2 separate regions of the Zea mays genome follow, and region 2 is linked to region 1. Evidence: chromatin contacts called from public Hi-C data. All regions are on one chromosome and are shown on one strand. Each heading gives the region's core, a stretch centred on a gene start, on an enhancer-like site or on the middle of the called end of the contact. The rest is flanking DNA. Distances are from core to core; before and after follow the strand shown. Region 1 holds the start of LOC100285072. Region 2 holds the start of LOC100274936.

The links. Hi-C and Micro-C count contacts between places; a contact is called where the count stands out from the background.
Region 2: a contact with region 1 is called in a Hi-C map of leaf, with 8 times the contacts expected there. The contact joins the promoter of LOC100274936 here to the promoter of LOC100285072 in region 1. A contact is called at or near these places in 6 of 25 Hi-C or Micro-C datasets (bundle sheath, ear, leaf and 2 more).

The regions. Positions count from the first base shown.
Region 1 is chr8:121,271,793-121,274,492 of Zm-B73-REFERENCE-NAM-5.0, reverse strand. It overlaps LOC100285072, which reads left to right and starts at 1,372. Exons shown (of 1, transcript NM_001157967.2): 1 at 1,372-2,700. The coding sequence starts at 1,625.
Region 2 is chr8:121,473,366-121,476,150 of Zm-B73-REFERENCE-NAM-5.0, reverse strand. It overlaps LOC100274936, which reads right to left and starts at 1,484. Exons shown (of 7, transcript NM_001349907.1): 1 at 812-1,484; 2 at 289-418. The coding sequence starts at 1,416.

The DNA.
Region 1 (2,700 bases), core at 123-2,622:
TGGCGCAGCAGTCGGAGCGGCGCAGGCGGCGCTGTCCTTCTGTCAGGCCGGTCAGTGGAGCGGCGAAGTGATTGCGGTCACTTCGGCTCTGTCGACGGAAGGGCGCGCGTCAGGATAAAGGTGCCAGGCCACCTTTGCATTAAATGCCCCTGCGATTTGGTCGGTTGGCGTGGCGACTTGGCCAGGGTTGCTTCTTGGCGAAGACTAGGCCTCGGGCGAGCCAGAAGTATGTTCGTCGCTGGAGGGGGGCCTCGGGCGAGACGGAGATCCTCCGGGGTCGGCTGCCCTTGCCCGAGGCTAGGCTCGGGCGAGGCGTGATCGAGGCCCTCGAATGGACCGATCCCTGACTTAATCGCACCCATCAGTCCTTTACAGCTTTGTGCTGATGGGGTTACCAGCTGAGAATTAGGAGCCTTGAGGTACCCCTAATTATGGTCCCCGACACTAATTTACCAAAAAATGTTAATAGTTGAACTATTAGCTAGAGTGTTTAGAGGTCTTAACTAATTTTAGCTACTAACTATTAACTATAGTGCATTTAAAGACCCATTAGATATGTTTGATAAAGATAAAATAATTTCTTTTCCCACAACAGGACGAGTCTGAATTTAATTGGTAATACAACGATTTAGAAATGCCTGCAGTATTTAATGTTTCCCAAACCATGTAAGGATCAATTTTAAAAGTCCTTTTTAACTTATATATTTCTCGGTCATTTAACTAAGGTAAAGTGTAATATTTATTTTTATTATCAATACTAGATATAGACAATATATTCTCATAGATATTAACTTTATTTATTATGAATATTGTTTTTGAGAAGGTCCACCATAATGATTTATTAGACCCTCGTGTATCGCTCAACTATTGCATTGCCGATAAAGTCTGAATCATGATTATGTGCCGGTGTATGTATGCATTGGACTAGTGTTAATAATGTGGCGGACGGAAGTGGTCAGCCACGTAGGCAAAATGGCAAAAGTGTAGTATCTTTTAAACTATAATGGCAAAACTGTTAAGAAAACCGTAAACATGAATTTTGGAGAGATAGTTCATTATCCCCGTGACTGTCCTTCCCGCGGCTCACGCCGTTGAAACCAGCCTCATCCAGTCATCCTTCCCGCCTTCTCCGTCTGAAACCCACCTGCTAGACAAGCAGCCTAGCCCTGTGCCATGACTTTTTCGTCTGTGCCAGACAAGAGACAAGCAGCCTAGCCCTGTGCTATGCCGACGCTGTCACCGACGACACGGCACGACCTTTGCCTTTCGCATCTCCCGAGGCCACGCCGTTTTCACCGTCAAGACTCAAGACCGTCCGTGACTGGCCCAACACCCACCGCAAGTTTACGCCGCGCACTCGGCATGACGGCACTGCAACTCGAGAGCTGCCCGTGCCCCGTGCCGTAGCAGTGGCCACCAGTCAAGCAAGCGGTCGCTCTCGAGTCTCGACTAGACGCCACCGCGTTCCAGAGCGAGAAGCGAGAAGTCTTCCCCTCGCCTCGTCTCCGCCCACAACAAACATCACCCGAAGCCGCGTGGAGCCATCATCCAGATCGGAGCCAGCGCGCCGGGTGATGCTGTTCCGGCCACGAAAGTAGCCGTCTTGCACCCCGACCCAAGAGCCATGGCGGAGGATGGCGAGGAGAAGCTGCTCGCGACGGTGCAGCATATCGTGCAGACGCTGGGGAGCAGCGACACAATGACGGAGGACATCCTCAAGGTCTTCTCCAACTACGACGGCCGCCTCTCGCTCGACAAGCTCTACGCCGCGCGCGCGGCGGCGGCGGCCGCTGCGTCCGGTGGTGGCGGAGGAGGAGGAGGAGGAGGAGGGGGAGGAATCGTAGGGGAGCGCTCGATGCCGACGTCACCGCCGCTGCCCCCGCCTCCCGCGGCGGCGGTGTCGGCCGCTGGGCCGAGGCCGCTGGTCACGTCGATGGAGCGGACCGTGCGCGCGCTGGACCGCCAGATCTCGCAGTTCGTGGCCATGGATCGGCTGATTTGGGCGGACTCCGCCGACGCGGACGCGTTCCTGGAGGCGGTCGACGACCTCATCGGCACCGTGCAGGAGCTGGACGCCGCGGGGACCAACCGCGCCTTGCTCGACCGCTCCGACGAGCTGCTCAGCCGGTGCATGGCGCGTCTGGAGGATGAGTTCAGGGAGCTCATAGAGCGCCCCGACGCCGCCGCCCCCGTGGTGCCGGGTGGGTTCGGGTCGGACGGGAGCGACGACGACGAGGAGGACTTCGGAGGTGGGAACAACTACGGCGACGAGCCTATCCCGATCGCCAAGCCGGTGACGGACTACGACGTCGTGATCGATGCTCTCTCTCCGGGGTCCATCGCCAACGTGCACCAGATCGCCAGGAGGATGGTGGACGCCGGCTTTGGCCGCGAGTGCGCTGAGGCCTACGCCGCGGCGCGCCGCGGCTTCGTCGACGAGAGCGTTGCGCGCCTCGGCGTCCGTTCCCGCACCGCCGAGGAGGTTCATGCCTCACCCTGGGAGGAGCTTGAGTTCGACATCGCCCGCTGGATCCCGGCGTTCAACATGGTGTTTCGCATACTGATTCCCAGTGAGCGCCGCCTATGTGACCGCGTTTTCGACGGCCTCGCCCCCTTCGGCGATCTTGCCTTCATCGCCGCCGTGCGTACCCAGGCTCTGCAGCTCATATCGTTCGGCGACGCTATCTCTTCCTCAAGCCG
Region 2 (2,785 bases), core at 235-2,734, 200 kb before region 1:
AAAACAAGGTTTTTCCACTAGTTTGCACGGAGTTCTCTATATACTAGAACCATGCTGATGGCATGCTTGCTAAGCAGCTGTGTAGAAACCTGCAGAGAGATAGTATCATGTTATGTAGAATGAGAAATACATAACGAAATATATAGTGTCATCTTTCAAGATATACTGGAAAAACTTTGCCAGGACAAGACTTGATTCACTGGCGCTGTATGCTATTGATAAAAAAGGTTGTCCACATTATTCACATACTAGCTTATTGACTGTACAAGCTAAGTAGCTAACAATCACCTCCAGTGGTGTTCCACAAGCAATAAGCTTAATTCCAGTATCACGGCAGTAACACAGAAGAGGTTCATACTCCTGCCATAGCTCCTGCGACCAGTGCGATGTGTATAACTTTAAGATTCCACCATCAATCCTAAATAAAGCATAAGCTTGTCAAGTTCTTACTTAATTCTCTTATAGAATGTAATTGTTCGCGAACATCCAATTAGCTTCAACAAACCATGAGGTGCAAAGAATACTACATCTTTTTCATGATAAAATACCACACTATTAATGAGGCAGCATACAATTTATGCTTGTTACAATTGTTAGGAAGTGGCGGAACAAAGTGTATTCCAGGCCCAATGGGGCTCATATACAAGTTAAACATGTGCAAAGAACAAAGAAGCCCTCCAAGTGGTCGCCAATTTATCATATTGGGCTCACAAATCATAGCAATTTTTTCCATCGCAACAACGTTGCCTTAAAATTAGAACATATAGGAGAAGTGATAAATTACAACCGCAGACGGAGAGCAGCACCGCACCTGCCGTCCATGAACTGGTCGAGCTGCTGCTGTAGGTCGCAGGGGAACGCCTCCAGCGCGAGCGCCAGGCCCCTTCCAGCGTCAGCGCAGCGGCCCGCGAGGCCCCTGACGATCTCGAGCTCGACCACACGGTCGTCGGGGTCGGGTTCGAGCTCGGCCTCGCCGAGGTACACCACCCTCGCAGCCGCCAGCTTCTCCCACACCCGCCCCCGCGCGTCCCCTGCCAACGCCTCTGGCTCCCCGAGGACCGTCGCGTCGTACACCCTCGACATGGCCGACTCGCTGGCCTCAGGCTTCGTCTCCGCCGCATCCGCGGCGGGCTGCGGGGAGAGGGATTCTTCGGTGGGCGGTGGATGTGGAGCCGGGCTTTCGGTGTCATCGGCCTCGGTGGCGGCGGACGGGAGCGGGCGGAGGACGGCGGATGCGGCGGCGAGCGAGGGAACGAAGAGGACGAAGCCGCGGCGGGAGGCGGATACGCTGCGGAGTGTTGAGGCCGCAGCGGCGGTGGCCGTGAGGTGTTTGGCGCCTAGGCGGGAGCTGCGCCTGCGAGAGGAGAGGCGCGGTTTGGAGGCGGCGGGGATTTGAGACGGCGCGTGGGACAGCATTGCTGGCAGCCTGCTTGGAGCTGTGCTTGCTGATCGCGAGAGCCGATGCTGGGAGTCTGGGGATGTCGTGGTCTCGTGGATAAACTGTGAATCGATTCACAGGCAGCGGCACTAGAGAAAGAAGAAAAAAAAAATCGCGATCTCGTCATTTTCAACGCCAATTCTTGACACATGGTAGTACCATGCAGATTGTGTGCGTGTGCGTGGTCGTGTGGATAAGAAAAGACGACAGCCACAGGCTCTGATGGACTGGCCTGTCGGCATCCAGCAATGTGTGAAATACTGAGTGTTTGGTTGTACCTGCTAAAGTTTAGCTCGGGTCACATCAAACGTTTGACTTTTAAATAGGAATATGAAATATAGACCCAACCAACTGGACTAGATTCGTCTCGTCTTTTAATCTTCGGCTGACAAATTAGTTTTATAATCCGACTACATTTAATACCCGGAACGGAGGTTCAAACATTCGATATGACAGGGGCTAAATTTTAGTTTAGGGTACACTCGTTTTGCATGAAAAGAGCTGCTTTCTTTTAACTCCTTTTGCACTATGCCAAGATACACTCGTACATAATACACATACATTATTTAAGTAAGAGCCAGTTGGGAATTAGAATGGAGCGGCTCTGTCTGAGAGATTTTGGAGAGACAAATGATTCAGCATTTGAACATAATTTTATTTTTGAAGTCGCTTTGCCATACACAGAATCAAATCCAAACAATAAGTTGGGATCAGAATCAATCCAAACAATAAGTTGGGATCGGAGCGGATCCGTTCTACCATACACTGAAATCAAACAATTCTTTAGTGCACACGAAGTTAGTAACACAACTGGATCTTGATTTTTTTATTTTAGCATCTTTTAAAAAAATCACTTTTCGATTATTAGTGGAACAAAGTGCTATTTATCCTAGAAATCAGTGTCATGGTCTCTAATACACAATTCAACGCCGTCGAGATATACACACTAACACCATCATAGATGTGACATGGCAGCACCTCGACGCTATGACCTATGCTGCTAAGCTCCACGCCATAGATATTAGCATCGAGCTATTGCACCGAGCCACGACTTCTCCTTTCCCTCGCCCAACGTCTTCGACACATGCGACATCCATTTATTTCTCATCTCTCTTCATATCCCTTCAACGTTCTCTAATTCATTGACTCAAACTTTGAAGCTTGGATTTGATCCTTGGATCTTCAAGATCAAGGTATCCTCCCTCTCCTCAATTTAATCCATGTTAAGTGTGTTTTTGTAAACCTAGTTTTCTAGGTAAATATGGGTTGAACCAATTTAGATTTTGATATACAAGCAACATTGTTTAGTAGATCGGTTACGTCTACAAACATATGTTTAGTTTCTGC